Linked DNA regions of Pan troglodytes: region 1 is linked to region 2. A link is a contact called in public HiChIP or PLAC-seq data. All regions are on one chromosome and are shown on one strand. Each heading gives the region's core, a stretch centred on a gene start, on an enhancer-like site or on the middle of the called end of the contact. The rest is flanking DNA. Distances are from core to core; before and after follow the strand shown.

Region 1 (4,993 bases), core at 495-2,994, 380 kb after region 2:
TGTCAGGTAATTATGAAGTGTCGCGGCGCGGGAAGGAGAAGCCGGGAACGTCAATGTGTCCTCTGCAACGTGTGGGAGCGCTCAGAGCCGCGCGTATCACAGAAACATCATCCAACCGTCACCCCCAATGCCTCAACCCAGGGACAGGGACAGACTCAATCAGACCTCGGCCCCAGGCGTGGCAGGAGAGGGCCAAAGAGGGGACATGAGAGCGCAGAGGGAGCGAGCACCGCTCCATGGAGGGCAGGCGCTAGCTGGGAAGTCGGGAGGAGAAAGTGCAACCGGGCGGGGAGGGGAGGATCCCACCGGGGCGTGGCGAGAGCGTCCGGGGTCCGGGTGAGCGGGACCCTACGCGGGACCGTGCGCTCCCAGAAGCTCCCACTCAGCCCAACCTTTTGGGCGAAACCCAGGACACCCAGATAAGGGTGCAGGCGGGGTCATGCGTAAAGCTGTTACTTTGAAGCAGGGCATAAGTGAGAGAGAGAGAAAGAGAGAAGGAACAAGGGGAAAAAGAAATCAAGGGGCTGAAGGCCGAGATGTCCTACTTCTAAGTAGTTCTTTGAGAGGCAAAAGCTTCACTGCCATTGCAGTCCGAGGCAGCGCCGCGTGGAGGACCGGCCGGGCGGGGCGCGGGGACCTCTCCAAGGGGTCTCCAGCCTCCGCGCACTCTGCGGTGGCCCCCGGAGGGGGAAACTATCCTGGCAGCTCAGTGGGGGGAAGCTCGTCCGGGCTGTGGTTTCCTTTCCCCGAGACCCCAGCGTTGCACCCCCGAGGCGGCAGGCTCAGTCAACCCTCCCCGGGGGACGGCGGCCCTCTAACCAGGCGACCTCAGATCTCGCGACCTCCCACCGCCCAACCTTCTCCTTTCACCCCCATTCATTTTTCCTCAGCGGCTCCTAGGACGGGCTCAAAAACCAACTCCACACGCAACCCAGCCCACCTCGCGGAGCTGAGGAGCAGGGCTGGGTTCCGAGCGGGCGCCGGCGCCCCTGGCGTGTGGCGGGGAGGTGGCGGCCGCGGGGGGCGCCGCGAGCCGCCCGTGCCCGCCGCGGATGAACAGGCGGCTGCGAGCAGCCCCCGGAGCCGCGCAGCATCCGCGTATCCAGTGACGGTGGAAGCCACGCCCGCTCGAGAGCCGGGGGGCTGTCCTCGCCCCCCCCACCTTTCCCCTCCCTCCGACCCCCTCCCGGCCGCGCTCCCTCCCCTCCTCCCGCGCCGGCCCCCGGCCCGCCCCCGGCTCGGCTCGCGGGAGGCGCTGGGCGCCGGGGCTGGCGCGCTCTCCCGGGCTCACACACAGCCGCGCACGCACGCCCGGGGCCGCTTTCCGCGCCGGCCCTTGCTCCCCGCGCCCATGCGGACGGACAGAGCGACGGAAGATGGCTGACGACTCCACGGGGCCCCGAGGATGCGGCCCGGCGGCGGCGGCGGCGGGAGCGGCAGCGGCAGCGAGGGCGGCAGGGGCAGCGGCAGCAGCGGCGGCGTTGGCTGCGGCGGCGGCGGCGGCGGCAGCAGGAGCCGGAGCGACGGCGGCGGCATCCCCGAGACTTTCCGCACTACCCTTACCCGTGACAGCCACTGACGTCCTCCGCCGCTAGAAGAGACCCCGCTTCTCGGCGCCTGCCCTCCCCCTCGCTGCTCGGTCCGGCCCCGCCAGCACCGCTACCTCCGCCAGCCTCGCCACCATCAGCACCACCTCCACCGCCGCCGCCGCCGCCACCACCACCGCCGGCGGCGGCAGCAGCCATTTCATCTCCACAGAAACCAGACACAAAAACATGGCAGAAATGGAGAAAGAAGGGAGACCTCCCGAAAATAAACGGAGCAGGAAGCCGGCTCACCCAGTGAAAAGGGAGATCAATGAGGAGATGAAGGTATTTTTGGATCTCGGGGGCCAGGGAGACTGAGCTCTTTCTTGCGCCCGCTCCCCGTGGGCCGTGGTATGGATCTGGGGGGTACCGGGGCGCGCTTGTCAGTTTCTGTAGGATGCCCAGAACGGCTCCGCTCCCCTTCCAGGTGTAAAGCAGAGGCCAACTCGAGGGCTGCATCCCCGAAATTGTTGCCAACCTCAGATTTGATGAGGGGGGACCATATACTATTTAACCTTACGAATCCCAGGTTGGCACGGACGCGTTTCAGGGCGAGGGCACCGGGGACTCGAGCGGCGGTGGGCAGGGGAAGAGGCTTTCCCAGTGGACGGTGCAGTTTCTCCCCCCTTTTTGAGAATCATCCTCAGGGTCCCTCCAAAGTTAGGAGCCTCCTGGCCGGGGCACCCCGGAGAGAGCTCTATTCCACCCCTCTCCCCCAGCTCACCCTCCTGCTCCTCAATCCCGCTTCCCCCCAACCAACCAGCTGCGACGGCGTGAAGAGCCCGTCAGTGCCCGACGAGCTGCGGCCCGAGAGGCGCGGGTCTGGGCACGGTCCTGACCGCTCTCCTCGCCCGCCCCCGTCCGCTCCTCACCACTGGCAGCCTCCGCTCCTCACCACTGGCAGCCTCCGCCTCCCGCTCGCCTCTGCCTGCCTCACTTCCCAGCCAAGCAGACCCCGGCCAGCCCCGCTGGAGGACAGCTGTCTGAGGGGCGGCCTTTGCAGGGCGCCTGTCCATTGTTCGCTAAGGCCGGCCCGGAGTCCTCTCGGCGAGGCTGGGCTCCCCGCCAGGCCAGCGGTGCACCAGAGGTGGAGAGCGCAGCAGCCTGGCGCTCCAGCTGTTCGCGTTAGAGCAATCGCACAAGAGCACCGCTCAGCTCCGGACCCCCTCGTTGCCCCCCACCTCCTTATTTTCCATGAAGTTGCGGCTTTTGCCTGGGCGAGGGTTTTATTCTGTGTTGATTTCACGAGTCTCTATTGATTTAAAACAATTTATTTATTTTTCTGCGAGCCATCAAAAAGTAGCAGGTTTGCATTTTGCGGTCTTCTTGGTGTTCCCCATCTTCTGCATGAAATCCTTAATACTACCAGGTGGCTTAATACTACTACTTGGCCAGTTTTGGTTCAGTTTGTATTTAAAAAACAAACTGGATGAAAATGGTGTGCAAGTAAGTCAAATTTATTGCGCTTTGACGCTTTCTTCATTAGAACAAGCATTTTCTATCATAGCTCACGCTTAGCAGGGGACGCATGGATATATATCATATATGTATGCGTACCTAGGTGCATATGCTTAGCTTTACTTCTCAGAAATGTCAGAAGCAACCTAAATATCAGAATTAGGGGTTTTATTACTGGATAAGGAACTTAGTACCTGGAAGCATGAGGTGCAGCATGAGTCCAACGGAGAGTTAAGGGAGATTTGCCTTGGAAATCAATGCTGTTTCTTATGGTGGAAACCACCGTTGATTCCAATGATGGACAGTTTTATTTTATTTTTTTTAAGACCGGTAGAAGTTGTTGTTTTTTGATGGGAACAAAATTCAAACAGTCCATAATAACCATTCTTCCTCACTTACCCTTACCTCCTGTCCTGCATTTCCAGATTACTTTTGCATTTCATTTTAGGTTGGGGGTGGGGAAAGGGGAGAGAGGTGAAAGCCACTAGGAAATCACAAGGAGCTCTGGCCCTTTAAAACGCTGCCTAATGTGATCTATATGGATGGCAGCTTTTAAGTTTCATAGGTTCTAGAATTACAAATTAGCTAATTTTAATCAAAACATGTGAAATGTTATCCCGGCTGGATATAAAGGCTGACTGTGCTCGATGCTTGGGGCTCGCGTTGTTGATTTTGGCTGCAGGCGCAGTCCGTGGTTTGGGAGATAGTTGTCCTTCTGCAGTATAACAGATGTTTGTCTGAACTGGTGAGGAAGAAACAAAAACAACATTGTGTGAAGGGGAAAAATTACACAATTTTTAGCCGATGCTGCAGGACTAAGTATGGAATTAACCTTGGTGCACAGAATTTCCTCTTTTTAAAATATTATTTTCCTTCCAAATCACCACCCACTATTTGAAGTTTTAATCCTCACCCTTTCAATCCAGAGTAGCATTAAATAAGAAGTTTTACACGGCAAATAATTCAATTGTCCGTAGGATCAGTATTTTCTCTCTTCTTTGGACCAAAGTAAAATACCCCTAACCAAAAATTTTAGTCATGTTCAAGTATACCATGCCTGAGAGTCTAGTGGAATTGTTTAGTAGGCATTCTTCTAATATAACAGCACCAAAAGTCCTCACTTAAAAAGTGGTTTCTCAAAGTCAAAAGGTGGAAAGATTATTTTGAGCTCCTTAATATCTTTCTGTTTTTAATATTAATAATCACATCAGCAAAACCCCTCCCCAAACATCATGATACTATTACTCCTCCAGCTCCCTGAACCTAAGTGTAGAGTAACATAACAAGTTGGTTGCCCTGTATATAAATGTGTGCAACAAAATGTCACCGAGAACACAATGTGGCCTTGTGCAGCTTCATATCGGTGGCGCTGGAGCTGCCTGGCTGTGTTTGCCTTCATCTGAACGGCTTTCATCTGGACCAGTGTAAACTAAGCCCTGGTAAGTAATCACTGCCCGGCAGAAAGAAAGGAATGTATACAGCTAGCGTGGCCTAAGCTGTAAAAACGGAAACCTGAGCCCCCACCTCGGATCACATATCAAGGCTTGAAGGTAGGGGAAATGAAAGGGGGAAAGAAGAGAGAGCAAATGGAAAAGTCAGCCTGGGAAGTGGAGGATCAGGAGGAGGCCCCCCTTAGGGAGATTTGGCTCAGGGATTAGGGAATTTTATCGTGGTGTACAGTGACCTACTCAGGTTTCAACACTGGTTGGATTGAGTTGCTTCTCTGTGAGCTGAAAGAAAAAGGACTGGTGTGTATGTGATTTTTTTTCCCCCTTCGGGTAATAGAAAGGACATTGGTACAAGTGTCTATTTTAAGTACAGCAAATGCAGGGCACTGAGAATGAGCAACAAACTTGCCTCATCACGGAGACTTCCTTCAAGATTTCCTAATTGAGATAGTCACATATTTATTTTAAAATGGCTGGAGAAGACAAACTGGCTGAGGTTTA
Region 2 (5,342 bases), core at 1,956-4,455:
AGTAGCAGGTGAGACATTAATACAGGATATTACATTTTCACCTAATCAAACCTGTGTCAGGGCTCACTCCAATTTTTCTCTTTGTAATTATTGGACATTCTGCTATGCTTCTGCTCACACAGGGGTGCTTAGGAGCCAAGAAAGAACCCACAGGGAGAGGATGTAAAGAAAATGTGTCAATATGGCACCTGTTAATAGATTGTTGGGATGCTGACTGTCTCATCTGCCAGTTCCTAACCAGCCTGTCGTCTTGCTGGGCATGGAGAAGGTAGGCGGAATCACATAAAACTTTCCCGTTATATTAGTTCTTCAGCAAGAAGATGGCATCTCTGGTAACAACAACAACAAAAAACGCTGGGCGTAGTGGTACACGTCTGTAATCCCAGCACTTTGGGAGGCCGAGGCTGGCGAATGACCTGAGGTCGGGAGTTCGAGACCAGCCTGACCAACATGCAGAAATCCCCTCTACTAAAAATACAAAACTAGCCGGGCATGGTGGCGCGCCCCTATAATCCCAGTTACTTGGGAGGCTGAGGCAGGAGAATCACTTGAACCCAGGAGGCAGAGGTTGCGGTGAGCCGAGATCGCGCCATTGCAATCCAGCCTGGGCAACAAGAGCAAAACTCTGTCTCAAGAAAAAAAAAAAAAAAAGGCTGGGCGCGGTGGCTCACGCCTGTAATCCCAACATTTTGGGAGGCCAAGGTGAGCGGATCATGAGGTCAGGAGATTGAGACCATCCTGGCTAACACGGTGAAAGCCCGTCTCTACTAAAAATACAAAAAATTAGCTGGGAGTGGTGGCACGCGCCTGTAGTCCCAGCTACTCGGGAGGCTGTGGCAGGAAAACCCCTTGAACCTGGGAGGCGGAAGTTGCAGCGAGAAGAGATCACGCCACTGCACTACAGCCTGGTGATAGAGCGAGACTCTGTCTTAAAAAAAAAAAAAAAAAAAAAAAAAAAAGCACGGTGGCTCATGCCTGTGATCCCAACACTTTGGGAGGCCAGGCAGGCAGATCACCTGAGGTCCGGAAACCAGCCTGGGCAACATGGTGAAACTCCGTCTCTACTACAAATACAAACATTAGCAAGGCATGGTGGCACATGGACTGTAATCCCAGCTACTCCGTGAGGCTGAGGCAGGAAAATCGCTTGAACCCGGGAGGCAGACGTTGCAGTGAGCAGAGATCAAGCCACTGCACTCCAGCCCGGGTGACAGAGCGAGACTCCGTCTCAAAAAAAAAAAGAAACAAAACAAAAAAACTCATGTTCCATGACAGGAGGTTCATGTGACAGATTTCAAGGGCCACACAGACACCAGCTAACCCAGCAGCAGCAACTGGCGCTCTGGCTCCATCTTTCCTCTAGAATCCAAGAGGCTCTCTCCATTCATTAAGGAAATACGCACTGAACGCCTACTAAGTTATGAGACACCGGGTTAGAGGCTGGGGATGTGAAACTGTGAGGGAGATAAAAAATCTTGCCCAAGTCCCAGTACCGAGGAAAGCTTGACAGGCTCTTGTATGGTAGTATAAAGTCAATATCTAGGGATGAATGGTTTAAAAAAAAAAAAGAGAAAAACGGACTGCAAGGGTGGAAGTGGGGAGCGGGTAACAAGAGAAAGTCCTCCATCCCAGCCGTTTATATACCTGGCTACCTGAAGGACTCACTTCCGTAATTACCTCAGTTTCCTGCAACCTTAGCTTTCTGGCACTATGCCACGCTGCCCTGTGGCATGTTTACTATTTGTATTCAACCATTCAAAAGTTACTTTAAGGAGATGAACTGCACATTTCCAACTCTAGTGAGTAACATTGTTCCTCCCGGCACTCTTGTCGAGTTAGCGTTTACGTGCAGAATTCTTCCAGAAAGACCACCTGAGCAATCAATAGAACTTTTATCTCTGTAAAAACACCTTGTTTAAAATAGCTACATAGGGAGACGTAGGTAAACAAGCACACAAGGGCCTCCAAATCGGTGGTGCACAGCTCACGGATGAGGCAAGGGCAAAGCATGCGTGGGAAATCACGTTTATCATAGAGAAGGAAAGGAGCGGTCACGAGGAGCGGCGAGCGCCCCAGGCTTCAGCTTTGCGGCTGGCCGGCCAGGCCTCGCGCCAGCCCGGGTGCACACCCAAGGCGCCGGGCCCGCCTCCAGCTCCTGGGCAGCGGGAACCGCGAACCGCCGTGGAACGGCCGGGAAGGGAGCGCTGCGCCCCCTGGCGGCGGGGCCCATCCCTCTCCGCTCCCGGCCGCCGCCGCCGCGGGCCGGCCTCGCTCCATTTGCAGCCTCCGGAGGCTTCGTTCCTCCGAGCGGCGGCTCCCCCGGCCTCCCGCTCGCCGCCCGGCATCTCCCTCCAGTCCCCGCCCCCTGCTCCCGCTCCGACACCCCCTTCCACACGCGGAGCAGTGCCCCGCCAAAGCCCCGCCGAGCGCGAGCGCCAAGCCGCCGCGAGTACGGCAGAGCCTTCCGGCCGCCCCGGCCGCTCCATCGCGGCGCCCGGCGGGGGTGCGGGGCCAGCGCGCGGCGCGAGTGGGGCGGGCGGCGGCGGCGGCGGCGCGGACGGTTCCACCGCGCGAACCCCCCGCCCCCGCGCGGCGCGCGTGCTCCCCAGAACGCCATGGAGCCGCCGCGTTCCGAGCGGGCACAAAGGGGCGCGCAGCACAATGGGCGCGGCGAGCCCGTGGGCGCCCGGCGCCCGCTCCGGTCGCTCGGCCCGCGCGGGGGTGGGCGCTACTACCGGCGGGCGCGCTCGGAGCAGCCCCCCTCCGCGTCCCCTCCCCTGCTCCCGCCCCCACCCCGGCATGGATGTTGCAGCCACTCTACCGGCCGCTCGCCCCGGAGCCGCCAACGCTGCCGCCGCCGCGCGGCCGGCTTGATCCGCCCCGCACTTACCTGGGACGCGAGTTCTGTACTTTGCCGGGCGGGCCCGCGCCGAGTTTGGGCGCCACGTGGGGGGGAGGGCGCGGGGCCGGGGAGTGGGGGCCGCGCGCGGAGGGCCTGGCCAGGGCGGCCCGGGGAGGCGCTGGGGGCGGCGGGCGGGCGAGCGCCGTGTATTTTCCCCTCTCTTTGTGTGTGTCCGTGCGCTGCGCTCTCGCGTGACGTGACGGGACTCCGTGTGTCATTTCCGCACAAGGACACAGGAGCCCCCGCTGCAGTGGAACCACAACCCCTCCGCCCCCACCCCCGGCCCGCCCCTCCCCCTCAGCGGGGCACACGCGGGACCGGCGGCGGCGGCGCTCGGGCGTGAACGGCCGCGGCGGGGAGCTCGGGCGCGCACTCCCGGGACCCAGGCGGCCCGGCGCGCTCGGCCGGCGCAGTGGCTCCACGTGGGCCCGCGCTGGCTGCCCGGGGCGGGGGCGGCGGCCGCGCACCCACGGCGCGCCGGGCAGGCGCCGCGAACAATGTCCCCTGTACCCCATGTGTCCTCCCACCGCGAGTTCGTCCTCGGAAACGTGGTTTCTCAGACCCGAGAGTTTGGCCCCAAACGGCTTTTTCTACTTTTTTGCCCCTTGCGGGACGGCGACTGTGCGGAGCTTGTCCCGCCTCGCGCCCACGCCTCTCTCGCATTTTTGGCCTTTGGGCCGCAGCCCAGGCCCCCGGGGCCGGTCTTCCCGCGCCGCCACCGGCACAAAGACCTTGGGACGCGAGGGCCCGGGTGGCTCCTGCGGCCCCGCGGGGCGGCATGGAGTCCGGCGGGACCCGGGAGAGCGACCCTGGCGCTGGGAAAAGCTGGCTCTGGCCACTCCCCCTGCACGGTGGCCGCCCTCTGTTGTGAGCCTCAGAGCTAAAATCTTGCCTGCTACTTGCAACCCGAAGTTCTGGGGTGTGAGGCTGCGGAGCGAGAGCTTCGGAAGCGCCCGCGCTCACAGACACACACCCCACAAACACAAACCCACGGGCTGTCTGCGCCGAGCGCCTAAAATAGAAAAACACGAGTCACCAACTCAATAAAGGCTGATTCTGTCTACTCCTAACTCTTGGACTGTAGATTCCCAGTTGATAAATACGAAATCTACCCCTCGGGTATTTTCTCAAGTCTCAGTGGCTGGGTAGGGGGAGGGGGAGGTGCTGGGTGAGAGTCAGGGAAGCCCAATTCAACAGTTTAGCCACGTTTGTATTTTAGGCAAACAATGAGAATGTAAATTTAAGAAAAATCCTTTAATTTGCCGATCAAAGAAAGTATAAAAAGAAAAATGCAAATGATCCCATCTGCTGCTCACAGCTGACTGGCTGCAAGGGAGGACCATGTGGCACGGCCCTGCGCGGTCAGTGAATAGGTAGAATAGATTTTTAAAAGAAGGCATATGTTGGCTCCTTGCTGCCCAGTCGCGGCGAGGGTTTGAATTAACGTATAGTTTGGGTTTACCGTACCCTCCTTCAGACCACTCCAATTGGGAATTTAGTAATTATGCAAGTTCCTCCCCTTCGGGCTTGAAATCAAAAGGCACAGGGTTAAGTTTGAGGAACTACGTGGAACATTCTCGAGCTGTATTTGGATTACTGGTTTAGTGAAGTCAGTACTAATTGCTATGCAAAATTAAGCAAGCAGCCTGAAGAACCAAGCCCTGCATCCAGGGGGTGCTTTTATAGAAGAATCTATACGTGCTCAGTGTCATTGAAAACAGGATGATGAAAAGAATGGGGCCGAGATAGCAGCCCTTCAAATTCAAAAGACTTAGGTCGCCCTATCTACATTTAAAATAGGGCGGAGGGAGGAAGGGAGGAGGACTGCTTGGGGGAGAATGGTTAATTTATACATTCGCAGAAGACTGAGGGGAGGCACTTCGATTTCTGCAGAGAACTTGACTTTTACACTTGCACATTAAATAACACGTACGACACAGTACATCGCTTGACTTAGTTAACAGATACACCAGTTTTATTCTCACCTTCAATTTAATGTGACAGTTATAATTAGAATTTTTAAAGTAGAAGTTGCATTTCATTAGTTCAGTTTTCTAGGATTTCCCAGTAGAAGAGTTAGGAATAGTTAAGTAGCACTTAAGCACATTTTGCATTTAAATCACTTTGCTGTGGTGCTTTAAGAATGTAAAACGACCTTGTTAAATTTTTGGAAAGAGGACTAGATGAAACGTGTGTAGTGAGGGGATATATATTTAACCAATCTTTCACAGTGACAACTCAGGTTTTTAAGGATAAATTAAATAATAAAACAATAGAGATAGAAATTAACATTTCTCTGTTCATATTGCTTGAAACAAAAGATTTCTGTCAAATACAATAATTGAACTGATATAGCTGACTTTTCAAAACAACTTTCAGGAAACTCAAACTGACCTTGAATATTATTGTAAAAGTATGTATCTTATATTTGCATAAATGG

The links. HiChIP or PLAC-seq counts read pairs in DNA pulled down with a chosen protein or histone mark.
Region 1: an H3K4me3 HiChIP or PLAC-seq map of stem cell-derived excitatory neurons shows a contact between it and region 2, with 8 times the contacts expected there. The contact joins the promoter of SOBP here to the promoter of BEND3 in region 2. A contact is called at or near these places in 1 of 7 Hi-C or Micro-C datasets (stem cell-derived neural progenitor cells) and 1 of 1 datasets of contacts at active chromatin or transcription factors (stem cell-derived excitatory neurons).

Annotation. Positions count from the first base shown.
Region 1 is chr5:119,409,084-119,414,076 of NHGRI_mPanTro3-v2.0_pri, forward strand. SOBP (sine oculis binding protein homolog) reads left to right here and starts at 1,745. Exons shown (of 7, transcript XM_016956075.4): 1 at 1,745-1,871. The coding sequence starts at 1,776.
Region 2 is chr5:119,030,318-119,035,659 of NHGRI_mPanTro3-v2.0_pri, forward strand. It overlaps BEND3 (BEN domain containing 3), which reads right to left and starts at 3,206. Exons shown (of 4, transcript XM_009451772.5): 1 at 2,891-3,206.